Linked DNA regions of Mus musculus: regions 2, 3, 4, 5, 6 and 7 are each linked to region 1. A link is a contact called in public HiChIP or PLAC-seq and promoter capture Hi-C data. All regions are on one chromosome and are shown on one strand. The core of a region is the stretch at or near the end of the contact, and the rest is flanking DNA. Distances in the headings are between cores, read along the strand shown. Region 1 holds the start of Usp38 (ubiquitin specific peptidase 38). Region 2 overlaps Rnf150 (ring finger protein 150). Region 3 overlaps Rnf150 (ring finger protein 150). Region 4 holds the start of Rnf150 (ring finger protein 150). Region 5 holds the start of Mmaa (methylmalonic aciduria (cobalamin deficiency) type A). Region 6 has its middle 96 kb from the start of Zfp330. Region 7 overlaps Smad1 (SMAD family member 1).

Region 1 (3,416 bases), core at 481-2,980:
TACACATTACCACGTAGAGCTGCAGCTCGAGATCTAGCCTTGGCTATCTCTGGAACACAGTTTCTTTGTGCTCTCAGAAAACACTTCCCAGAAGATTTCACTTCAGTGACGCTGGTCTCTTCGTAATCACCACTAATTTCTTAGCTCCAGCTACCAGCATCAATTGTCCCAGTAATCCCTTCTTTAAAGCCAGAGCCACATGGCCAAAGCTGCCAAGTTCTGCTGCTTGCTGAAGCTGGAATGTGTCCTCCCACCTCCACCATGTTCTATTATCAGCTTTCTGTTTTCTAACTCCCTCTCTGCCTAAGTTTGGGTTTCCTGAAATGAACTCAGAGACCTACATGGCTGTCTCTTGTAATGCTGGAACTAAAGGCATGTACCACCAGGCCTGGAGTTAAGCTCTTCACCTAGAACCTGCTTGTCCCAGGCTGGCCTTGAACTCAGAGATCTGCTTGGCCTTATCTCCATGGATTAAAGGTGTATGCCACTATGCCTGGGTCTAAATTTAGCTGAGAAGGATCTTGCTTATACACTGAACACTGAATACAAAAGCTCACTATTTTTTATTTTTTCCAGACATGGTTTCTCTGTGTAGCCCTGGCTGTCCTGGAACTCACTCTGTAGACCAGGCTGGCCTCGAACTCAGAAATCCACTTGCCTCTGCCTCCCAAGTGCTGGGATTAAAAGCGAGCACCACCACCACCCGCTAAAAAATCTATTCTTACAACAACCTTGTTTTGAATCACCACTAAATATATGAGCCACCAGTACTCTCTCTACATTAGCAATTGTTTCAGAGGAAAAACCCAGCCATTTAAGGCATTGGAGTATGTCTGGGCCTAACAAGGTCTTTAGAAAGATTTCCCCCAAAGCTTGGTTTGTTTGTTTGTTTGTTTTCTTATACTTTCCTCCATTCCTCAACTAGTGCTCTTCTCGCGTTTCCAAAATTTTCTCAGACACAAGATTTTAAACAATTAATAGCACTTCCTCGAATTGTCTTCATAAGCAACATGTCTCAGACTATGACATAGTAAAAGTTCCTCCATTTTGTCTCAGGTGGAGCCATCTTTGGTTTACCCGGAAACTGACACCATCATTCCCTGATGAAAGTGAAAAGTCCTGTACCCCAACTCTGTCCTAGAAACTCGGGGAAATGCCTCAGGCAACTGCACGTTTTGGGCTTCTAGTAAGCTGCTTGCTTACTTTATTTCCCTGCCAACGGCAAACAAGGAAGTAGTGTTTCCGTGTTCTCTGCCTTTTACAGCTCCCTGCACAGTGCGTTCTTCCGGCTGCTCTGAGAGAAGGGTTTCCCCCCGGCAGTCGCCGGCGGCTCAGTATAGACTCTCGGTTCGCTCGCGCTGAGTGGTCTCTGAGTTTCTAACCCTCACCACTGACGGAATCCACGTCCGGCGACAAGAACCTCAGAGCTCAGAGTAGGCTCCCTGAGCAGCGCCTCCGGAAGTCCGCCAGTGACGTACCACACAGTCTCCAGTGACGTGAGAGTGGCCGCGTGACTCACTCCGTGCCTCTGCGCCTGCGCGCCAGGGAAGGGGGCGCGGCCTATCGGGGGAGGAGCTACATGGAGAAGGGGGAGGGGCGGGGCCAGCAGGAAATGGGTCGAACGTAGCCGGGAAAGGACCGGAAAAAAGTGGGCGGGGCGAGGGCGGACCTATCCGCTGTACCTCGGAGCTTCACTTCCTATTCGCCAGTATTTCTGCTTCCGGGTTCAGGGTGTTCCGCGCCTCCGGCTCCTCTCCTTGGCAGATCGAGGTACTCGCATTGACAGTGCCTCCTGACTCAACCCAGGGCGACTTTTAACTGCCCACCCGCGGGAGCCGGGGCTCCGCACTGACCCGGGACACGAAGGCGCTCCTCACCTTCCAGCTCAGCCTGGAGGGTCCCTGCGCCCGGAGGCTGGGAGAGGTCGCGGGCCCAGCGAGGCAGCCTTATGCGGACCTCCGGCCCCTGAGGCGGACCGCGGGGACCCGCAGCCTTTCGGCGTCCCAGAATCGCTCGCTCCCGTCCCGGCTCGGATGGGCCTTCCCACTCGATAAATGTGGCTGCTGAGGCGGCGGTGGCGGTGGCCGGTCCTGCTGCTGGTTGGCTCCAAGTTCCTCCCCGCCGGGGCGCTTTGCTGCCCCCCGGGGCTGCCGCTGCCAGCTCTTTATCCCCAGGGCCTGGCCTTGCAGAGTGGCGACGATGGACAAGATTCTGGAAGGCCTGGTGAGCTCCTCGCACCCGCTGCCCCTCAAGCGGATGATTGTGCGGAAGGTGGTGGAGTTCGCGGAGCATTGGCTCGACGAGGCGCAGTGCGAGGCCATGTTTGACCTGACGACCCGCCTCATCCTGGAGGGCCAGGACCCTTTCCAGCGACAAGTGGGCCACCAGGTGCTGGAGGCCTACGCGCGGTACCACCGGCCGGAGTTCGAGTCCTTCTTCAACAAGACTTTCGTGTTGGGCCTCCTTCAGCAGGGCTACCACTCAGTGGACAGGAAGGACGTCGCCATCCTGGACTACATTCACAACGGCCTGAAGCTGATTATGAGCTGCCCGTCGGTGCTGGATCTCTTCAGCCTGCTCCAGGTGGAGGTCCTGCGAATGGTTTGCGAGAGGCCGGAGCCAGTGCTCTGTGCCCGGCTGAGCGACCTCCTGACCGATTTCGTGCAGTGCGTCCCCAAAGGGAAACTGTCAGTTACCTTCTGTCAACAGCTGGTTCGAACGATAGGTCATTTCCAGTGCGTGTCCACTCAGGAGAAGGAACTACGGGAGTATGTCTCCCAGGTAACGAAAGTGAGTACCTTACTACAGAATATTTGGAAGGCTGAGCCCTCCACGCTGCTACCTTCTCTGCAAGAAGTTTTTGCAAGCATCTCTTCCACAGGTAAGGGTCATTATTTCAGAAAAGTGTGTCTTGGAAATTCAACACGTGTGTCTCATCAACACAGTGCGCTTTTTTCCCCCCCGGAAGCATTCTCTTTGGGGGTACTGAAAGAGGCCAGGTAGCCTATTTTATTAGAGTAACTCCTCCAGTAAGAGACGTTCTTGATGGAGAGCAAAACTAAATACCCTTATGCAAAATGTTACTCCTCTTCACTGCCTTGTTCAGAATGGTACGCTGGAGCCAAAACATTGAGGATGCCTAAGTCCAAAGACCTTTGTCACTGAACAAGTCATTTAATTACACCACCTCTGCTCCAGTTTTGGAATTCTTACAGGCTGACAGCCAGGATGAAAAGCTTCTAGTCATTACTGACTAATGGTCATATATGATGCTTGCCGCAGGGAGTTATTATTACTGTGTGTAACCTATCATCTTATTGAAGGGTATCTTGTTGGGTTTTTTTTTTTCCTGTTTTCTGGTGGTCTCATTTTTTTTTAATTCATGAGTCGCGCACAATCTATTATTGTCCCGGTAT
Region 2 (3,416 bases), core at 391-2,890, 1.9 Mb before region 1:
ATAGCATACTTTCATGGATCTTTGGTCACTGAAAATATGTAAAGATGTTTTTTCTTCTTTCTTTCTCCTTCCCCAGTGAGTGTGGGCCTTGTTTGGATAATCTGCAGACAGGTGGGATGCCACTCTACATCCCTAGGCAGAGCACCATTACTGTTACATGAACAGGGCACCAGCTTGAGAAGAGAGCAGATAGTTGAGTCCAGCTTCCTCTCTGCCAAGCAAGACTAGGATCCAGGAGTCACCAGCTCCTCTCTGAAGCACAGTTTGGAGAGTATGAATAGCATTGGAGAAACACTGTTCCTATGCATGGTATGATTGTAATACCTCTTCCTATTGGCCAATAATACCTAAAGGTAGTGGACACTCTTTATCCCAATCTTCCAAAGCAGCAACATAGGGAAAAGGTAAGCCAGTCATTTAGGTCCGATGGATGACCACACACTTCCTACATCCTCAGCTCACTCAGCTATTCTCAATCTACACATGTCCATCAAGATATGTTTCTCTCAGAAGATCTTCACAACGGAGCCTATTTAATTTGGTTACATTGAAGAGCAATCAAAGTTGAGAGTAAGAACTGGGCTATTCAGGTCTTTTACACTGAAGGAGAAGCAGACGTAGTGGTTTAGTGTGTCAAAGACCCCAGGAGCTGACTAGTAGCTCAAGTGCTAGGAGCATGTTTTCCTCAGGGCTGCCACGATTGAGGACGAGAAGCCTTAGTCTAGAACACAGCTAAATTTACAAAAACAAAAGCCCCTTAACTGTGGGAGTTTTTAGTTGAGGAATAGGCAGAACCAGTGGATCAGAATGTGCCAGAAAAAGTATCATGGTGAAGGTGGAATCTGGATGAACCAAGTTGGCAGTTTTTTGGGAACACTCACAATACAGAGACAAATAAAAAGATAAAAGTAAAATGAATAAAAGAATCTCCACCTTGTTGTCAGAGTTCAGGGGAGCCTGAGTAGATATTGGTCAAGGAAAGATTCTTTGTCAGGGCATCAAACAGTAAAAACCCTTCCTGGCCCTCTCCAGCATGGTTGTACACTCCAGTGAAAGACTTGTCTTCTGACACATGCCACTGAATAGCATCAGAAGCCATGGGTCAGAGGCCACAGAGGAAAAGAGGCACAGTCATTAAATCTGCACATGGCTTTTGGGACCTCTTGTTTCTATGACTAATGAATTTGGGATATGGAGAATTCCTTGCCTGCAAACTGGAGCTTAAACATAAGGATTGAATAAGGACATCTGATAAATGTTACAGACAATTTACTTCAGAACGGCTTCCCTTTCCATATGCTTCAGTTATTGGATCCATATGCCTGTCTCCCCTGGGCACAGACATGTCCCTTTTCTCTAGAGAGAAGGAAATCAGGTTGTCCATAATGTCCAAGGCCAAAGCCTCTTGGTGCCCCTCTCTTCCTCATTTCCTCTTCCTGTTGTTTCTTTGTTCCCTCGTGCCTTTCTGCTCTAGGATCCTGGGATCAAAACTCTGAACATGGGAGAGGTATGTATGATACTAATAATTTAGTTCAATTGGAAAGATTCACAGGGGAAGTTCTGAGGATGAAGTTGAGCTGTGCAGCTCTCTCACTCACTGCTCCTTGCAACCAGTGAACAGGAAGGAGCCTCAGAGCTATGATTCTTTTCCCATTCCTAACTGAGCAGAAGACCGTGCCAGCAACATTGCAATGACGGTCACAGAGACAACTACTAAGATTTGGAGAGTGTGTGAAAAAGATATTGGTTACAACTTTGAGGAATAAGGGGAGATGGGAAAGGACTTCTTTACCCAAGCAAAAAGGGCCATGGGGACCTTTAGCTGGCACAGGATTTTGGACCAAGGTGTGCAACCCCTTAGCCGGATGTTTGCTCAGCCAGGGGGTTGGATACCAGTTCTTGGGAAGCCCCAGCTCTTCCAGCCTGTGTTCACTTTTTTCTTGGTGTTTCTCTCCCTCCCCCAACATCCCTCTTATAGAAAGAACATATGTACTTTGTTAGCGGGTTGCTGGGGAATGTAGAGAGTGACAAGAGAAAACTGAGTTCCCTAGAAATGTCACATAACTGGCTTCCTGGCTACAAAGAGCTGGGAGCACAGTGTTTGGGGCTACTTTACCTGGTTGTAGCTCGTTCCTCAATCTGAGGATAATTCAGTAACCAAGCCCATTCCAAAAGCCTGAGAATAAACAGATATTCTGAGGGATCAGGTGGCATCTTCCTCTTCTGGCACATTCTGAGTACCCACGTGGTGAGTGAGCGAAGGGAGTCTTAGAGAAGGAGATGGTAGACATGCTACAGAAAAGCACCTCCTCCAAACCTGCATCCATTGTTCATAGAGGGAGACACTGTTCTAAAGACCAGTGTTGAAGATGCCTGCCATTCTGCTGTTTAATGTGTTCAGCCTTTCCCTCAGCTCCTTTTCATCTAGATTTCTTGCAGTGTAGTTAACTAAACTTTCATCTCTCACATCACCTTCCCATCTCTCACATCACCTTCCCACAGATGTGAGATTACAAATGGGAAGTCCTCGCAGATACTGTGGAACCCCCACCATCTACTGAGTTTTAGAATAATGACAGTTAGTCATTATTCTGTCTTTACTTATTTTATTCAACCAGCACTTAGTGTGCACTTACTGTGTATGATAGTGCTGGTCAAAAGAGGTAGAGGAGGCAGAGAGAGAATTAAAATTTTTTAGCAGACATATAAAATAATTTGGTGAATTAACTTCCTTATGCCTTACTTGACTAACATATTTAAAATCATATATTGTTACATTATTAACTATAAACATTACTGCTATACTTTATGCTATCTTTAATGGTTCAGTCTGTCTTCTGCATTTCAAGTCCTTGACGTCTTCAGAGAGCTAATGGGTCCCAGTTCAGAGACTATGTCTGTATACACACAGAACAATAGAAGCTTCCCTCACCCCATGCTTGAGGTCCTTAATCACAAAGCAAATGAAAGCCCTGCAGACTGGGTTGGAATCAGCTGACAAACTACAGCCAGACTGCCTCAGGACATTCTGGTAAGAACCAGAGAGCCTTCAAAACATACGAAATAACGGCATTAATATATAGCCCTGAAATGATGGCATTGAAGATGTTTAAAAAAGCCAAACTGTTGTAAAGAACAAAGAACACAAAGAAGAAAAGCAAAAACAAACAAACAAACAAAACAAAGCAAACAAACAAATAAAACCAGAGACTGGAAAACTAGCAAGCAAATAGCACTTGAAATGTTGAATACAGTCATTTGTCTAAGGAAGGAAAGATCCCAAATATGAATAAGTACCTTAAGTAGTGATTTGGATCCAATTTGAAGATTCATGAACTGGAAAAAATGCCCTACAGTTCCACCACTAGGCGAGCCATCATTTATGGATTGTGTAAGCGTTTTCTGGCAAAGGTTTT
Region 3 (3,416 bases), core at 321-2,820, 1.9 Mb before region 1:
GAAAAGAAATTCTTTTGAAGGAAGCAAAGATGAGTGGAAAGCTATCTAAAAAGGCCAATAGGTGCATAAAATAAGAAAATCCACGTCTCCAAAGAAACGCATACGTTCCCGATGTATTAATTTAACACGTTTATATTAAGATGACTAAATATCAGCATTATTTCCCCATATAAAGGAAATGTTTCCTTAAAGGAAACCGAGACAATATACATCTTGTCCTTAAATTAATACATATTTATTGTAAATATTTGGAAGATAAACAAAGGAGGAAAGAAGAAAATCTATTAAGGAGAAGCAGAAGGAGGTGGGGAAAAGAAAAAAGAAACTTCAGTAGCAACCCCACTCTCTGGGGACAAATAACAGAACATTGAGCAGCACTTAAGACTGAAAGGCACCCTGGACCATGACTCTTCCTTTTTCCCCATCAAGTGTTCTGAAAGCACACTTCAGTAAGTACGCCATCTCTGACATCATGACACATGACTGCATGACATTCTCTTTTGTGTGTGGCAACACACATTGTAAAACTGCAGGAGCCTGTGTGCACATGAGGAAGCCAGATGACAAGTGCCACTCCCATTCCCCAAGAACGCTGTCTGCTTATACCTTCCAGGTAGATAGAATCTCTCACTGGCCTAGAGCTCACACTGGAGGCTTGGCTGGCTGTCCAGTGAGCCCCAGGGATCATGCTGTGTCTAGCCTGTCAGCACTGGGATTGGAAGAATGTGCCCTGGAGCCCAGCTGTGACTGTGGGTCCTGCAGTCCTTGTACTTACATGTTAAACACTTCACCAGCCAAACCATTTCCCCTGTCCCATGCACGCTCTTTTTAGCGAGTACAATACAATGAAGGGCATGGGTCTGAAGCCAGACTGTCACTCCTCAATCTAGCCATGATATCACATTGGCAAGCAACTAAACTGCCCCATGACTCAATTTCCTTTGTCTTAAAGAAGCAGTGATGACCACTTCCCAAGATGGTTATGAGGATCAAGAAGATCTTGTCAATGAAATCTTTAGCTTAGTGTCAACTATACCATACCGTACTTAGCATAGGTTACTAACAGGTTTCTCATCTGCTGGAGTCTCTCTGTCCCCACACAGCTAAACAGTGTTGTGAAAGCATTAAGCTTGTCTTTATGGGAACTGAGTTTCCAGTGCCTGTCAGGATCCAAGCATAATGAACTGAGTGGTTATCTGGCTGGCTAGCTGTGTTAAACCCTTCCTTCCTGCCAGGAACTATTAGTTTTAGCAAACAGGAATACATACAACATCTGCATAAGACAGTAGGCTCACCTTGAGCTTCTTTGCAGTGTTTCCAGCATCTTTCTCTCCCCTGTATCCTCTTGTTCTTTCAATTGTTCAGTTTAAATCAACTTTCCCCAAAGCCTTGTTTCAAAATCTGCTCTGCAGTCCCCATCCTTTCCTGCAGTTCTCCTTCTCAGTTCAGGTTTGTTGGTCAGCAATAAGCTGTCCACATCATCAAGTCACTCACCCTAATCACCAGCCTCGAAGTCTCATCCACTTATCTATTTCAGACACACAGTTCAGTGGTTTGGGTTTTGGCAAAGTCTAAATATGCTATGCCCAAAGAAACTGTTCCTGGACATAATGAGTCATCAAACTGGTTCATTTCCTAATGGTTTGGGTTTGTTTTCAACCACACACACACACACACACACACTCATTTCTAATAGACTGTATGTTTTTCTTAGAAGTTTATTGTTTTTACCAGGGCCCAATTCTCCTATATGTTTTTATAATTCTTTCTGTTTACAATTGTCTACTTTTTTCTTTTTTCTTTGCAGCAGCAGCTTAAAAAATCCCAACAACTTAAAATTCCAGTTTTAGGTGACCATTCAGATGGCTGAGTGGCTAAGAGAAATTGCATGGGACCTGAGTTTGGCTCTTAACACACACTGGTCAGCTCATAGTAGCCTGTAGCCTCAGATCTAGGAACTAACATTCCATAGTTAAAAATAAAACTACATCTTTAAGAAAAATTCTATTTACTATCAATTGCACATGAAGAACTCTGGAATTTGTCTATTCTTACAGATAAAACATGAGCTTTATCTGTAAGAATAGACAAATGGAAGCAATTTGTCTTACAGTCTCTTTACACAGAACCAGCAGAAATGATTGAAAGCATTCTAAGTGATACAACAAGATGTACTGATCCTTCAAAAGCTAGGGAAAGTAGGTACAATAGATGAATGTAAAATATTCCATCAAATTCATAAGAAGAAGAAGAAAAGAAGGAGGAGGAAATCTGACTTGCATTAGAGAAGATTAATTACAGTATATCAAAGAAAAGCGTGATTAATTCTTAGATTTCTCCTAAGGCAGCCTGTCAATCTGGGCACTCTGTTCTTAGAGACCAGTGATAATCACTCATGAAAACATCGAAGAAATAACACTCTCTTAAAACCCAATGCTTAACTTATTTTATCATACTTTAAGTGAGCCATTAGCAAAGTGACATATTTGAATACATGCTACCTACACTAAAAAAGATTTGAATTAAACAAGCTCTACTTCAGAGGATATACATAAGCCAAATTTCAAAACTGAAGAAATTTTAAAATTTGTTAAAATGCTTAAAGAAAGGGGATAAACCAGGGGAAAGTCACGAGGGTTTTCTGATAGCTTTCTATTTGGTATTAAAAGTATGTTTTAAAAAGTTTTAATGACTCAAATATTCACAAGCTTATGCAAGTAAATATTTCACTATACGAGTCACTAGACAAATAATTTATTTATAGCATATTCCACTTTCTTAAAAAAGTAACTTGAATTAAATATATGCTCTCTACCTTCATTGGCATGAATAAACTATATTTCAAAATCGAAAGAATTCCTTTCGAGAGACTAGGTATTTCAAATTCTACTGAGGCATCTGTGTTTGAATCACTCTTCTTCCTCATCCTATCTAGATTTATGAAAGTTGACTTTTTAATAAACTTAGACATAAACATCTTTGTGCTAAAGTTATTTCATTATGTGAAATTCTTAAAAAGATAAATTTGTAGGAAAATTGTATAAATCCTTTCCAAGACTGTTTTTTTTGGGGAGGGTTGTTTGTGTTTTTCAAGTTTTGAGACAGGGGTCTCACTAAGTGCTCACTCTAGTTCAGTCAGGTCTTGAACACACCAGCCTCCTGCCTCAGCCCCCAAGTAGTTGGGTTACACCCCCATTCTGTCTTGCTTAGTTTTCTCAAGGTTTTTGATAAAAATAAGTCATCTGCCCCACTTTGAGGATGCAAGAACATGTTGATGTGAAACAGATATTATTTTAGTTCCTTAAGGAGGGAAAAATGGGGTCTTCAGTTTAGTGAACCAACTGAGTTTTTAGATCTTGTTCTCTGCAAATTGCTGTGCTGTGCTTTAGACTCACAAAATCCTTTGCAGGTATTTG
Region 4 (3,416 bases), core at 645-3,144, 1.8 Mb before region 1:
TGTTGAATTGGGGCAATCATGCTTATTTTTAGTCTGGCCCCTGTGGTCACTGACAAAGGTCTTTCTTGAGTGCATCTCGAAACCAGATGCAGGCAGAAGACAACACAGCAGTAGAAAGTAATTCTAACGTTGTGGCTATTCTTGGCTTGTTGGGCATTGCAATGTTTCACCCATGCTCCCCGTCAGTCCATCTCTCTAGATGACAACCTGGCAGAGCTTTGAATATTATTTACTTATGGTCCCAGCAAGGGGAAGGGCTCCTGAGAAGGGCTGAAACCTGACTTGGGAGAGCAGTTTGCCGATGGTCAGCTGCAGACAGGTAAGTTGACCTGCCTCTTGATACACAAACACTTGCACCAGGTATGTATATCTGATACACACAACGAAGCGCAGAGACAAGTTATTAGAACTTCCGGTTCCAAACAGGTGCTGAAACGGGTCACTAACAAGAACAATATCTCAGCCCTGTTTCCCAAATCTCACTTTCCAAATTCTCCTGGGAGAAGACACTCCACAGCTTGAACCCTCTCCCGAACCAGACTCTCCGATACTCCCCCAACATACTGAAACCTCTCATGCTTGTAACCTGTCCCCCAAGCGACGCACAACAAAACTTAATAGGTTCATACATAAGAGACTGGTCTCTGGTGCTGCACGGACTTCTCAGCCAGAGGTGCCCCGGAGGCGGTGCTAGATCTCCCTAGACGCTTCTCGGGCTCCCCTCCCCCACGTCCGCCAGGCACCCCCCGGGTTGCTCACCTGCGTGGGGCATGGTGATGGTCTCGTTTGTGTTGGAGCCCACGTTAAAGATGACCACAGCGGAGGCGTTCTGCAGGAACGCGTTCCGGATCTTATCCCTGTACGTGCAGTTGCCCTTGGGGATGAGGGCTATCCAGTGCTTGCCGTGGGCCGGCGCGGCGAACTTGGTGTTGGGGTCGCAAGCCAGGCGGTCTTGGGCCGAGCTGGCCATGACCACCTCGCCGCGCGCGTCCTGCTTGGGCGAGTGCTCCCCGTATCGCCCGCACTCGCTCTTCTCCGTGTGCAGCTCCGCGCCGCCACCGCTGCCCGCCACCGCGGCCCCGGGCTCGGGCTCCAAATAGGTGATGTTCACGAAGGCGGTGTACCATTCCTCCTTCTCCGCCACGGTGAAGTCCAGGCAGAGCAGATGCACGAAACAAAAGGAAAGCAGCCATGTTGAGAGAGCCAGACTGCGGCACGCTTGGATGAGAGACATTGTCATCTCTCTCCTCCGGGGTCCCCTCCCCGCCCCCTGCGCCCTCCCCCCGCTCCGTCCCTCCTTTCCCTGCCCCGGCCAACCCCGGGCAGCCACTCTGGTTCTCCTGTCGCTGCGACTCACTCCCTGGCCGGCGGAGCTCCGGCTGGGACGCGCAGACGCTGCGGAGACCGGATCCGGGACGAGCGGGAGAAACCCGCCCTGTCCCCTCTCAGCCGAAGCGCGGCGCTGGCATCGGGCTTCCCGGGTGATCGCGGCGCGGTCGCGGAGCGGGCGCCGCGCACTTGCGGGGGAGTCCGGCTGCCAGGCGTCCTGTTCCTTTGCCCCGTGTCGCCTTCTCTCATAGAGGTGGCGGGGTCCTCGGGTTTGGAAGGGGTGGCGGCTCTGCTTGTCGCGGCCGAGCGGGGCGGGGGTGGGGTGCTGGAGATCCTCGGTGCTGGGACTATCGGTCCCGCTGCAGACGCGGAGGTCGCTCCTGTTATGCGTGGGTTCCCATGGGCAGTAGGCGCTGCGCTTCTGGCCAGACTAGGTGGCTACGCCCGGGACACTCACTTGCCGAGGGAGGGGGAGGTACGGGGCAGATGGGATGGGGGAGAGCGTGAGGAGAGGGATACAGCGTTTTGTGTGTGTCTGTATTTGTGTGTGTGTGTGTGTGTGTGTGTGTGTGTGTGTGTGTGTGTGTGTGTGTGTGTGTGTGTGTGATGTGCGCGTGCAAGGAGGAGCTTAGTATGATGTCAAAGCTCCTGGGCTCCCCTTGCAACGCTCACTCTGTCTCTCTTCCTGGGCGTCAGCGACCTCTGCTGGGCCTCAAATTCAGGCTTCGACAGTTGCGGGCAAAAGGTAAAAAGGACCTTCAGGCCTTTGAATTGGGAACAATTAATTGAGGGAGTCTTAAATACAGCAAAGTGTAGGAACCTCTCTGGAACAGCATTTCCGTTTGCTGGAAGATGTGCAGAGAGTTCTCTGGTATTTATCCCAGCACTGATTGGTCATGAGGCCCCTCCCCCCCGCCCCCCCAGACCTGAATATTTAGGACAGTGGCTGTCAGAATTCCAGTTTTAAACCAGGACTGATCAGCATGAATTCAGGAGAATTTCACATTTATTAAGTCAGGGGTGGGGTCCTTGGTGATGCACACTCTGCTGGTCTAAGGACCAGTCTGTGGTGTGGGTAAAAGTGACTTCTTTTCCTCTGCTCTGGAAGCCAGCTCATGGCATGGCGTTAGTTTTCTTAGAAAATGGACCTCTCCTCATACTTTAAGATTGAGACATTTTGCCTCCATTCCCACTCTAATAGCCCTGCCTTAGAGGATTCACAGCGTCAGTAGGTGGTATGTGTGTGTGTGTGTGTGTGTGTGTGTGTGTGTGTGTGTGTTCGTTACCATTTTAAGCTGTGTTTTCCAGTTGTGACAGAGATTAAAAGAAACCAGTGGAGAACAGTTTCCTAGAGTCGTGTTCTAATAGCAGAATTCTTTAACAATTAGATATCTGGTTGGTTGTTACACTTCCTCATTAATGGTTTCTGTAGTTTCAGAAACCAGTAATATAAAATGTCTACTTATTTATACATACACAAATATGGTAGTGCTTAATGATTTACATTATATCTTCCACCTGGTTCTCTTTCCTGTGCCTCTCGAGAAGCACTGAGAAGCCCAGCAGTTTTTGTCACAATATACACATCCTAGGTCTGGACATCACAAAACAGAAGATGGATTCTGGATATATCCTATGTCTAAATATAATCCTCAAAGGACGAAGGACTTGAATGATTATTAGGGGACCAGTTGTTGGTAATAGGAAGGAGTTGTAGGTACAATAGATCAGACAGGTTGGTGTTTGATGTGTTCAGAAGCCATAGTGAGCTCATCAGGGGTGGAGAGAGATGAGCGATGGAAAGAATGAGATGGGATTAATGGTGGGAAGATTCTAAGTGGCCTTGCAGTTTAATCTGGGTGAGAGGAAGATTCCTGGGAGATGTCTGGACAGAAAAATGTGGTGTTATATGAGAACATCAAAGTTTTATTCTGACAGTACTGGAGGAAGGATAGAAGCAAGGAGGGCACTTAAGGAGCTGCAAAAATAATCTGGGGGGAAAGCCAAGAGAAACGCATGCTGAGGAAATGGCAGAGCATGCTAAGGAGTGACTGGCTCATGGGGGGCTCTGGAGGTGGAGTGGAGTG
Region 5 (3,416 bases), core at 549-3,048, 1.7 Mb after region 1:
GTTGCACCCTGACCTACAGAAAACAGTACATTTCTGTTCTTTTAAATTGCTAAGTTTGTACCAACTTTTATGGCAGTAATAGAAAACAAATAGATGACTGTACTTACTCTGTTCATGCATTACAATAAGAGATTCCCATGTAATTCCCTTGAAGGAAACAAAGGCATATCTGATTAGTATCCATATTCTGACCCTCTGTTGCCTAGCTGATGTGATTTCCAATTCTCTGAGGCTTATAGCACCTGCTCTGGCTCCCTGTTCTTTAAACACATTAAAGATGGAAATAGGTTATATGCAAATATGATGCCATGCTGTAAAGGGACTGAGCATGCCAGCCTCAGGCGTTCCAGGAGCCTGAACAGTATCTGGCAGCTACTCAAATTTGTTGAAATGAAAATTTAAAAAGTCACAACTGACAGATTACAAAGACTCACAAGTCTTATACATACCATGGCAAACAGCGCTGAGCAGTAACCAAAAGATTATATGCATTACGTAAGTTGGTTGGTGAATTCCCAAGCCTTAATATATGGACTTAAATATGATATTTGTAATAACGAGGTCATTTCCAAACCCTTCCCAGTGCTCTTAGACATGGTGCAGCATTTGTTAAGGTCAGATTGTAAGAAAACTACTGTATCATGAATTTTGTATTTCTTCTTTGTAAATGTTTTAATAATTGCTAGGTACAAAGTTTCACTGGTTTTTAATTTTCAAAAATATTTTTATGTATCTACAAGTAGGAATGTGCTCTACATGTGTGCCTGGTGTTCTCAGAGGCCAGAGGAGGGCAGTGATTTCTTTGGAACTGGATGGCTGTGAACCTCCCTGTGGGCACTGGGAACCCAATCTGGCTCCTTTGAAGAGCAGCCAATATGTTCTTACGTTAATGTTAATCTCTGAGCCATAGCTCCAGTCCCAACAACTTTGCTTTTAAACATTTAAAACTTACGGTGGACGAGTTAAAGGAGCACTTACCGCTGCTGTTTAAGCTGCCTGTTTTTAACGTACTATCGTACCTTTCTCTGTCTCCACACACTTTCCTTCTGGACTGCCTGAAATTTGTAGGTCTCATGACTTCAGTAATTTTTTTTTTTTTAAATTAGCTACAGTGTGGCGCGGTGGGGCCCACCTTTAACCCCAGCATTTGTGAGGCAGAGCCAGGTAGTATGTAAACCAGCATGGTTTTAGGGAGTTCCAGGTCGGCCAGAGAGACCTTATCTCAAAAACACAAATAAAAAAATTAATTACCATTCAGCCCCAGTGCAAGGTAGAACCAGGTCAGGTGCTTTCAAGGGAGAGCCTGCCCACGCCTGGCGAACCTCCCCGGGCACTGCTGAGGTGGTGAGCACAGGCCTCTGGATGTGGGGCATAAGAAATATTACTACGAGTGCATCGGTTTTAAAGAAAGTGTGGGCCCCTGAGCCACTCAGAACTGCCATTGTTCGGCCGTGCATTTCGACTGGGGCTGGAGCGGCTACTCCAACAGGTGGCAACGTGCTCTGCAAAGTTTGCCTACGTCGTCCTCAGTGACCCGTCTCACGTTTCCAGGCGCGGAAGGAGTGGGCCTGGGCACCGCGGCCGCTGAGGGTTGGGCCGGGCCAGCCGAAGCCAGGACGCATTCCAGGTGGGGAACGCTGAGCCCAGAGCGGCCCTCACCACCCACTTCCCGCCCAAGCACACCCCGCCACCCGCGCCTGCGCCCGCCGCGGGACAGCCTTCGCTAAGCGACTGCGCCTGCGCGGGGCGTCGCGTTACGCCTGCGTGCCGCCGGCGGCGGAAGGAGCGAGCAGGGCGGGAGCAGTGGGCGGAAGGGGCGGTGCTCTGCTGCGCGGCCTCGCGAGGGTGAGTGTGGGGCCCGGTGCGCGCGGAGGCCAGGAGTCGGGGCCGCGGTGCGTCCTCCGCCCGGGGTCAGCCCCGCTGTCGGGGGCGCCCCCTGGAGGCTCGCGGGGGGCAGCCGAGGAGGATGTGGCTGAGTCGGGGGCGGGGTGGATGTGGTGGGGCCTGCAGGAAGGACTGGAAGGGACTGAGCGCTTTTTCCTTACATAAGAAAGGCGTCGCAGTCGCTGCTGTCAGGTTCTCGTGGGCCGGTTTGTGAGCTCGTCTCGGGCAGCGCGGAAGGAGCCAGGCCCGGAGGCTGTTCAGTGCTAAGGAGCTCCGCCTGCGGAAGGGAGCAGCAGACCCCTCAGAGGGGAAGGAATACAGATTTGCAGGTTATAAAGCAGGGTTCACTGGGAGTCACAAAGCGGTGTCTGGGTTGCCAAACACCGTCGCGACCGCGCCGGTAGCGTTCCACAGAAGACATGCCAACTTCAGATATGTTTCTCATTTGAAAAATGAAGGAGAGCCTAAGAAAAGGGTTTCTTACTGTCGCCTTTCTTAACAGTTCCCTTGCATATATTTTGGAGAACAAAGAAACTATAAAAAGTGGCTAAGCTAGTAGAAAACCAATTTCCAGGAGAAACAAAACGTTTGGAGGGTTATCTACAATGTCTCGAAAGTTCTTTGACGAAGTAAATATATTCAAGGAAATAGTATTTTTATTAGGATGGTTCTTTTAAGGCTTTGTTTCCTATTAGAGACTATAAACATGGAAAGTTATATAATCATGAGGAACGTAAATGGTGATTACAAAATGTGAGGGTGTCATAAGAATATATTTGGAATGGATGGAGCAAGTGAATGGTTGGAATTTGCCCCAGCTGATTGATGTCATGTGGGAAAAGTAGACATTTAGTCTTGCTGTATGTAAGAAAGGTGTTGAACATTGCTTTAAAATCAGTGCTTTAAAATCATTCATTGCCACGGGTCTTCTACAGAGATCTGAGTTTTCTGGAATAAGGAACAAGTATCTATATTTTTATGTGATCCTCCCGTTGGTTTTAATGTGATTGGTGTTGGGTTGAGTTAACAAGCACCCTCTGTGAGCCGGGTATCACCTAAGTTAGTATTCAGAATAATTTGATTTAGAGAAGAAAGATTTCCCCAAAGCCAGGATCATCAGGAGAGGATTTAAGAGAAGAGTGGATTTAAGCAGAGGAGAAATGTTGTAGAAGAGGAAAGATGAGACCAGTTAAATCTGGAATGTGGGAAATTGGGAAAGTAAGTACTAGGTTTGGAAGACCAAGTCTCCTTAGAGGAAGGAGGTCTGAAAGGAGAGTATGAGAAAATTGTGCAGCAGAAACAGACTATTGGACTTGGTTCTAGGGCATCAGTGTCACACAGAAGGCTTAAGAATGCTTGCAGTGGGGGCCCACTCCCCTAGTCAGAATGCCTGGAGTGGGGCCTGAGCGTTCCCTCTCACAGGTACTCCTGGTCTGGTTTGGGAGATCACTGTGCTAGGACGCGGAGGAATTTGAACAGAAGAAGCTAGATTCATGTTCCAAGATGGATCTTACTGAGCAGTCCAAGGGCAC
Region 6 (3,416 bases), core at 623-3,122, 1.7 Mb before region 1:
CTGTCTCAGTTATATACCACTCTCAAGTGAAAAATAATAATATAACAAGCCTTTTTGGGTACCAGAATTTAAAGTTCATATAATTTTCATACCCGACAATGCCTTCTTCATTTGATTTCTTTATCTTTTCTTCCTTTTTTATTTTTCATACTAGGGCTGAATCTTGGGCTGCATGTATGCTAACTGTATCTCCCACTAAATGAGCTATACTCTAAACACCGGAGAGGTTTTAAAAATCATTTAAAAATTTAAAAATGATCTTTAGCTCATGGGACAATGCGGGCAAATGGTAGCTACCAACTCTTTGTAGACCTTTGTTGCAACCCTAGACCCAAACAATAGAAGACAACCTAAGGTTTCCCAGTTGTAAAAGGACACATTCTAGCACACAGAAGGCGTTTATGGTTTCAATTTTCCTTGACAATGTATATTTTCAGAAATATTGGAGTATGCCTACAACCTATCATGTTGAAAACTAGGTGTGTGTGTCACTCATGTGCTACACAGGAACCTGGCACCATTGGCATAAAGTAGTATTAGGTGCCCACTGGAATGCATAGCCTTGATGATCAGCAGATGTAGGTGGTTTGATTACATAGTCCAGTATTTCTCCCTGCAAGACACTTAATACGTAGGATAAATGTCTTGTTTAAATAGGTGAGTCTCTGGGTTGTTTGTATAGTTTAGGATGAGTAAAAGAGAATTCTCCAGAGGGAGTTACTGGGCTGCCTGCCAGTGTGGTTATATTGATTCAAGCCAACCATATTTATAATATGTGCTGATGAATAATGTCACATCTGTTATGCTTAAGCTATTTCTTTAGTCCCCAGAGCCCCATAGCATGGCATACACTGAGAGCTTAGTAAGTAATTGGTGAATTTACATAAACATAAGCCACTGTCCCTTGACCAATCTTTTATTAAGAATTTATTGATTTTTTTCTCATGTGTTTATTCTATGTGTGGGTGTAGCACTGTGCACTGGTGGAGGTCAGAGGACAACTTACAGGAGCTAGTTCCTTCTTCCCGTCACTTATGTTCTAAGGATCAAACTCTGGCAAGTGCCTTTACCCAGTGAGCCCTCTCTCTAGCCCCTTATGCAGAACTTTGGAGTTGAGAGGAAAGGTTCAAACATTGAACAATGATGTTTGGGCATAGTGCTACAGGTCAGGCCCTGTATTATCTGCATTCTTCTTTCCTGGAAGACAGCCTTCTTCATTTGCAAGTGATAAATTACCCACTTACAAGCCTTACAAGAGCTGATGGAAAGCACCAAAGCCCAGAGTCTGAAGTTTGGTCAGCTCAATGAGTACTACTTGAATCTAACCTTTAGATTAGAAGGGCACCATATTGAGATTGGTAGGGACCTGTTAACTGTAAGACTGTTGGTACATTTTGGTATGGTCTAGAGACAATTCTTCAGTGGTATCTGGGTTGGATTCTTGTCTGTGTGGATTTTCTTTTCATTTGTGTTCTAGCCTGTTTGGTTCTTTATACCTCTCTTACAGGTCAATAGGCAAAAGCATTTTGTTCTTTTATAATGCTGGAGCAAACCTGTATTTGATCATAAAACTAGAACATGTTCAACTTACTTGATTGTCAATAAAAGTCAAATGAAAGATCCATCTTCACTAAATCTGCTTATTCTTAGCAAATTGCACAAATCTTTTGTGATATAACATGTTCAGGCTTTGATAAGACACTTTACTATGTAATATGCATTTATTCAATTATGTGGGTGATTCTTTGTCTCTGTGAGGCTGAATCATTCCATAATGCACTGCAGCTTGCACTGAGCTTGGAGAGCAGCCATCTCTGCTATTATTAAACTCCATTTGCTTGCGTTCAGACAAGTGTGTGTATTGTGCAGCCCCACCCCTTCCTGGTGTCCTTGAGGTGAGCATGTTTCTTCTGCTATGCTTCTTTTCCCACCCACAGGAATCCCCGTGACCATCTGAGACTATGAGTCAAAATACATTCTTAGTTCTTTAGTTTGTTTTTCTCTAAGTTGGATGTTCTTGGGGCCCCGCAAGACTTCTTGGGAAGGCAGGGAGAACCATGGGCCAGATGATGGTTGTCAAGAGGCAGCACACAGCTCACCTCTGTTGCTTATACCCCAGGTGGGCCAGACTGGCAGGGGATTGATGGGGAGGAAAGTCTACACTGGATGTTCCTGAAAGTCTACACAGGCCTCCTGGGAAAAGCATCAAGAGCCATGGGCCGGAAGATGAAGGTCAAGGGATTGTAACTTTAATTTTTTCAAACTTTATTTTTAATGATGGTTCTTTATTTTTATTAGGTATTTTCCTCGTTTACATTTTCAATGCTATCCCAAAGGTCCCCCATCCCCACCCCCCCATCCCCTACCCACCCACTCCCCCTTTTTGGCCCTGGCGTTCCCCTGTACTGGGGCATATAAAGTTTGCAAGTCCAATGGGCCTCTTTTGCAGTGATGGCTGACTAGGCCATCTTTTGATACATATGCAGCTAGAGACAAGAGCTCCAGGGTACTGGTTAGTTCATATTGTTGTTCCACCTATAGGGTTGCAGTTCCCTTTAGCTCCTTGGGTAATTTCTCTAGCTCCTCCATTGGGGGCCGTGTGACCTGTCCAATAGCTGACTGTGATCATCCACTTCTGTGTTTGCTAGGCCCCGGCATAGTCTCACAAGAGAGAGCTATATCTGGGTCCTTTCAGCAAAATCTTGCTAGTGTATGCAATGGTGTCAGCATTTGGAAGCTGATTATGGGATGGATCCCTGGATATGGCAATCACTAGATGGTTCATCCTTTTGTCACAGCTCCAAATTTTGTCTCTGTAACTCTTTCCATGGGTGTTTTGTTCCCATTTCTAAGAAAGGGCAAAGTGTCCACACTTTGGTTTTCATTCATCTTGAATTTCATGCGTTTGGCAAGTTGTATCTTATATCTTGGGTATCCTAAGTTTTTGGACTAATATCCACTTATCAGTGAGTACATATTGTGCGGGTTCCTTTGTGATTGGGTTACCTCACTCAGGATGATACCCTCCAGGTCCATCCATTTGCCTAAGAATTTCATAAATTCATTTTTTTAATAGCTGAGTAGTATTCCATTGTGTAAATGTACCACATTTTCTGTATCCATTCCTCTGTTGAGGGGCATCTGGGTTCTTTTCAGCTTCTGGCTATTATAAACAAGGCTGCTATGAACATAGTGGAGCATGTGTTCTTCTTACCGGTTGGGACATCTTCTGGATGCCCAGGAGAGGTATTGCGGGATCCTCTGGTAGTACTATGTCCAATTTTCTGAGGAACCACCAGACTGATTTCCAGAGTGGTTGTACAAGCTTGCAATCCCACCAACAATGGAGGAGTGTTCCCCTTTCTCCTCATCCTCGCCAGCATCTGCTGTCACCTGAGTTTTTGATCTTAGCCATT
Region 7 (3,416 bases), core at 430-2,929, 1.6 Mb after region 1:
AGAAAAACAGACACTCATGTTCTGAAAGATGTGAGGGAGGGGGTGAGCTGGGGGGAGCGCTTGGATGGTCTTCCTGCCTGTGCTCAAATCCTGGCCTCAGTGGATTTGCTCTTTAAATTCCTTGCTTTTTAAAACCCCATTCATAAATTTTTCATTTTCTTTCTTGCCCTTTTTGTTTTGTTTTGTTCTTTTGGGGTCCCACTATGTATCCCCTGGTTGGCCTGGAACTCGCCAAGTAAACCTTGAACTCATAGAGATCTGCCTGCCTCGGCTTCCCAAGTGTTGGATAGAACCACCAAACCTGGCTGATTACTGGACTTTTATGTCAATAAATTCTAGCTGAAGTGTAGGTTCCAGAGAAGTTACCTAACTTCTGAGCCTCCAGACTCTTAGTAGAATTGAGATAGTCTGTGAGATGTAGAGACAGCCACTGTCTCCCCAGATGGGAGCTCAGCTAACAGCAGAGCTCCTGGGCCTGAGAGGAAGTTTGTCCCACTTAGCCTGCTGTAGACTGTAAAATTACTGTTGAAGATAAAGGTCCAAGAAGAGTGCTTGTTGTTGTTGTTGCCTGTTTGCTCATTCATTTGTCTTATTTGGGAGACAACTAAGGGGCTCATCTTTCCTGCATTTCAGGACTGAGCACCCAGGTGAACTTTTTCAGGAGAGGTCAGGGGTTTCAGAGTCTGCCCAAGGTTCCTTCATGCTCATTAAAGAAAGAGCATCCAGTAGGGTTTAGGGAAATGCCAAGGAGATGGGGGACAAGGAGATGGAGGAAAGCCAAGTCTGGTGGTTGAAGTTGGGGACAGTAAGGAAACTTTGTATTGGCTTTAATCTCCTCACCCAAAAAAAAAGTCATTATCTAAAACCAAAAACCAAAAAACCAAACCAAAACAAAACAAAAAACCCCAAACAACCCAAAACCTTAGAACTTGCTATTGCCTACGGAATTTGAGTGAAATGAGCCAGGCCATCCTGTTTAAGCCTAGATGTGTTGGGGGAAATTTTTGTGTATGCAGAGGGTAGAGTTTTCTAATATACGAAAGCTACATTGAGACACACACCTGATCTACATATTTAACTACAGCTGTGTCCTGGGAAGCCCTGTTGTGGAGATGTCTGTAAATTCTTTGATTCATCAAGGGGACACTCCTTGTAAAGTCAGTGTCACAGTGTTACAGTGTCTGAGGTTTGTAAGTGGTAATCTGGGACCCACACTCTTCTCTCTGCTGATTTCTAAGTCTTGCACTTAATCAGCACTCCGAGAGACCATATGGCCATGCCTGATAGCCTGCCACACTGGAAGACTGGCTGGTAATGCTTGCACCTTAAAGGCAGCTGTACCAGCTGGGCTCTCTCTACCCCATGGACCCTCTTCTTTCATTACCTACTACCTCTTCCCCACCAGGGAAAATCCAACTCTGGAAAGGACTTTTTTTTTTTTTTAAATGCAAACAAGGTAAACTACACACCATGTGTCCCAAGATTGAGTAGATTCCTGTGATCTCTGAGCATCCTTACGTTGTTTTCTTATACAGGAATTTTGTAGAAATATATTTCCCCTAGGGACTTGGCCAAGAGTTCATAAAGTCGTTAAAACGTGCTTCCGGGGCCAAGAGAGGCTCAGTAGGTAAAAGCGCTTGCTGCCAGAATTTCACCCACGTGGTGGAAGGAGGGAACTGACCCCTGAAAGTGACCTCTGACCTCTGCATGAGCAAGGACGGATGTGTGCACACATTAGCATGCACACAACACACACTCGCGCGCGCACGCGCGTGTGCACACACACACACACACACATTACATAAATGTAATTGGAAAAATTAAGTTAGATGCCACAGAGGGAGTATTGAGGGGTTCTATAACTTTTAACTTCCTTTTGTTCTAGAATTTCTCTCTGGCTTTGGTTAGCAGGAAGCCTTGCTGTCTGTTTGACCCCAGAGAGTCCTTCTGGGGTGTCTTGAGAGTTGAGTGCTGTTTTCTTGAATGGGATGAGCAAGGAATGAGCAGGCAGTTCACCTGGCTCTGCCCACAGAGGAAACCCCCTCATAGCACTTCTACTAGAAGGTGTTCTTTGGGCCTAACATAGTGAGGTCTGCCTTCATTTTTATGCTTGTCAGTTGAGTCGACTGGCAGCTTCAACTTATCTTTTCTCCTGCCCGCCTTACCTTTTCCCACCTGACAGCTTCTTCTCCTGCCCGCCTTACCTTTTCCCACCTGACAGCTTCTTCTCCTGCCCGCCTTTTCCCACCTTTTCCCACCTGACAGCTTCTTCTCCTGCCCGCCTTTTCCCACCTTTTCCCACCTGACAGCTTCTTCTCCTGCCCGCCTTACCTTTTCACCTGACAGCTTCTTCTCCTGCCCGCCTTTTCCCACCTTTTCCCACCTGACAGCTTCTTCTCCTGCCCGCCTTACCTTTTCCCACCTGACAGCTTCTTCTCCTGCCCGCCTTACCTTTTCACCTGACAGCTTCTTCTCCTGCCCGCCTTACCTTTTCCCACCTGACAGCTTCTTCTCCTGCCCGCCTTACCTTTTCCCACCTGACAGCTTCTTCTGCTTGTTGGGAGAGAGGGGATGCGACTGCCAGGTGGTGACACACTCCACCTCCTTTCTGATAATAAAACGTAGCCTTAGTTCAGACTCAGTATGTAGACTAGGCTGTCTTCAAACCAGAGAGTCCCATATTTCTGCCTACCAGAGTTCCCAGATGAAAGGGGCTCATGATTCTGCCTCACTATTCCTCTCAGCCCTTAATCCATCCGGGTCCCCAACCTATCGGAAGGGCTGCCCACATCAGAGAGGGCTCCTACCACCCTCCGAGAATCTTCCTTGGGAAATTCCCTGACAGATAGATAGATAGACCCAGAGGTGTGGGTAACTGATTTAGGTACTTCTTAACCCAGTCGAGTTGACAATGAAGATTAACTTACAAAAGCTGTTGTCTCTGTCAGGTGGTGGGGATGTGGCTGGCTTCTGTTGTCTGGCTTTTCAAGTAAGAAACGCTTGACTCTATTGAAAGTTTTAGCTCTTTGGTCTTCTGAAGTTCTGCTTAACCCAGTGGCCTAATTTCACACAGCCTTAATGATTATAATAGTGGTTTTCATGCCCACCTTCTGACTTCTGCATCTGATTCTGACCAACAAGACTCATTGTATTTTTTTCACTGAATTACAGGTTCTTAGTTTTTGGTTTTTTGGTTTTGTTTTTTAATGTTTTATAACATGTTCCTGGCAGTAAGCCTGTGAAAAAAGAAAATTTCCTTGTGAACTTTGTCTTTGGACTCTGCAGCATCTAGTCCTGTGTTAACATGTGGTTTCTCTGCGTGTGAGGAATTACATTTTTTTAAAAATCTATTTCTGAATAATGAAAGTTAAATTATAGGCCCCTGTGTGCTCGTCTTTGCCTCTCTTTGATGTTCC

Evidence for each region. Promoter capture Hi-C pulls out the DNA fragments that hold promoters and counts their contacts. HiChIP or PLAC-seq counts read pairs in DNA pulled down with a chosen protein or histone mark.
Region 2: a promoter capture Hi-C map of the 3T3-L1 cell line shows a contact between it and region 1, with 9 times the contacts expected there. The contact joins the enhancer-like site here to the promoter of Usp38 in region 1. A contact is called at or near these places in 6 of 39 promoter capture datasets (the 3T3-L1 cell line, 3T3-L1-derived adipocytes, cranial neural crest and 2 more) and 1 of 115 datasets of contacts at active chromatin or transcription factors (astrocytes).
Region 3: a promoter capture Hi-C map of 3T3-L1-derived adipocytes shows a contact between it and region 1, with 7 times the contacts expected there. The contact joins the enhancer-like site here to the promoter of Usp38 in region 1. A contact is called at or near these places in 7 of 39 promoter capture datasets (the 3T3-L1 cell line, 3T3-L1-derived adipocytes, the HPC-7 cell line and 4 more) and 1 of 115 datasets of contacts at active chromatin or transcription factors (microglia).
Region 4: a contact with region 1 is called in an H3K4me3 HiChIP or PLAC-seq map of stem cell-derived neural progenitor cells, with 7 times the contacts expected there. The contact joins the promoter of Rnf150 here to the promoter of Usp38 in region 1. A contact is called at or near these places in 10 of 39 promoter capture datasets (the 3T3-L1 cell line, 3T3-L1-derived adipocytes, the C10 cell line and 7 more), 7 of 115 datasets of contacts at active chromatin or transcription factors (astrocytes, embryonic forebrain, embryonic hindbrain and 4 more) and 1 of 9 other capture datasets (adipose tissue).
Region 5: a promoter capture Hi-C map of liver shows a contact between it and region 1, with 4 times the contacts expected there. The contact joins the promoter of Mmaa here to the promoter of Usp38 in region 1. A contact is called at or near these places in 6 of 39 promoter capture datasets (erythroid cells, hematopoietic stem and progenitor cells, hippocampal neurons and 2 more), 1 of 484 Hi-C or Micro-C datasets (erythroblasts), 1 of 115 datasets of contacts at active chromatin or transcription factors (astrocytes) and 1 of 9 other capture datasets (adipose tissue).
Region 6: a contact with region 1 is called in a FOXA1 HiChIP or PLAC-seq map of pancreatic cancer cells. The contact joins the enhancer-like site here to the promoter of Usp38 in region 1. A contact is called at or near these places in 10 of 39 promoter capture datasets (the 3T3-L1 cell line, the HPC-7 cell line, cranial neural crest and 6 more) and 4 of 115 datasets of contacts at active chromatin or transcription factors (astrocytes, large pre-B cells, pancreatic cancer cells and 1 more).
Region 7: a contact with region 1 is called in a promoter capture Hi-C map of liver, with 2.3 times the contacts expected there. The contact joins the enhancer-like site here to the promoter of Usp38 in region 1. A contact is called at or near these places in 2 of 39 promoter capture datasets (both in liver) and 1 of 115 datasets of contacts at active chromatin or transcription factors (microglia).

Annotation. Positions count from the first base shown.
Region 1 is chr8:81,013,220-81,016,635 of GRCm38.p6, reverse strand. Usp38 (ubiquitin specific peptidase 38) reads left to right here and starts at 1,730. Exons shown (of 10, transcript NM_027554.2): 1 at 1,730-2,881. The coding sequence starts at 2,200.
Region 2 is chr8:82,944,640-82,948,055 of GRCm38.p6, reverse strand. All of the region lies in intron 1 of Rnf150 (ring finger protein 150), which reads right to left. Among named protein-coding and RNA genes, the nearest start is that of Rnf150, 83 kb to the right of the region's middle. Within about 2 kb of position 1,640, at least 8 of the 459 cell types and tissues checked have an H3K27ac peak or open chromatin away from gene starts, as enhancers often do.
Region 3 is chr8:82,915,200-82,918,615 of GRCm38.p6, reverse strand. All of the region lies in intron 1 of Rnf150 (ring finger protein 150), which reads right to left. It also overlaps the pseudogene Gm46045. Among named protein-coding and RNA genes, the nearest start is that of Rnf150, 54 kb to the right of the region's middle. Within about 2 kb of position 1,570, at least 58 of the 459 cell types and tissues checked have an H3K27ac peak or open chromatin away from gene starts, as enhancers often do. A contact at or near this core is called in 3T3-L1-derived adipocytes and the HPC-7 cell line, where this site is marked.
Region 4 is chr8:82,861,834-82,865,249 of GRCm38.p6, reverse strand. It overlaps Rnf150 (ring finger protein 150), which reads right to left and starts at 1,894. Exons shown (of 7, transcript NM_177378.4): 1 at 760-1,894. The coding sequence starts at 1,240.
Region 5 is chr8:79,293,343-79,296,758 of GRCm38.p6, reverse strand. Mmaa (methylmalonic aciduria (cobalamin deficiency) type A) reads left to right here and starts at 1,798. Exons shown (of 7, transcript NM_133823.5): 1 at 1,798-1,845. It overlaps Gm4890 (predicted gene 4890), which reads right to left and starts at 1,681. Exons shown (of 2, transcript NR_045823.1): 1 at 1,252-1,681.
Region 6 is chr8:82,676,402-82,679,817 of GRCm38.p6, reverse strand. No RefSeq gene overlaps it. Among named protein-coding and RNA genes, the nearest start is that of Zfp330, 96 kb to the left of the region's middle. Within about 2 kb of position 1,872, at least 5 of the 459 cell types and tissues checked have an H3K27ac peak or open chromatin away from gene starts, as enhancers often do. A contact at or near this core is called in pancreatic cancer cells, where this site is marked.
Region 7 is chr8:79,378,429-79,381,844 of GRCm38.p6, reverse strand. All of the region lies in intron 1 of Smad1 (SMAD family member 1), which reads left to right. Among named protein-coding and RNA genes, the nearest start is that of Smad1, 19 kb to the left of the region's middle. Within about 2 kb of position 1,679, at least 24 of the 459 cell types and tissues checked have an H3K27ac peak or open chromatin away from gene starts, as enhancers often do. A contact at or near this core is called in liver, where this site is marked.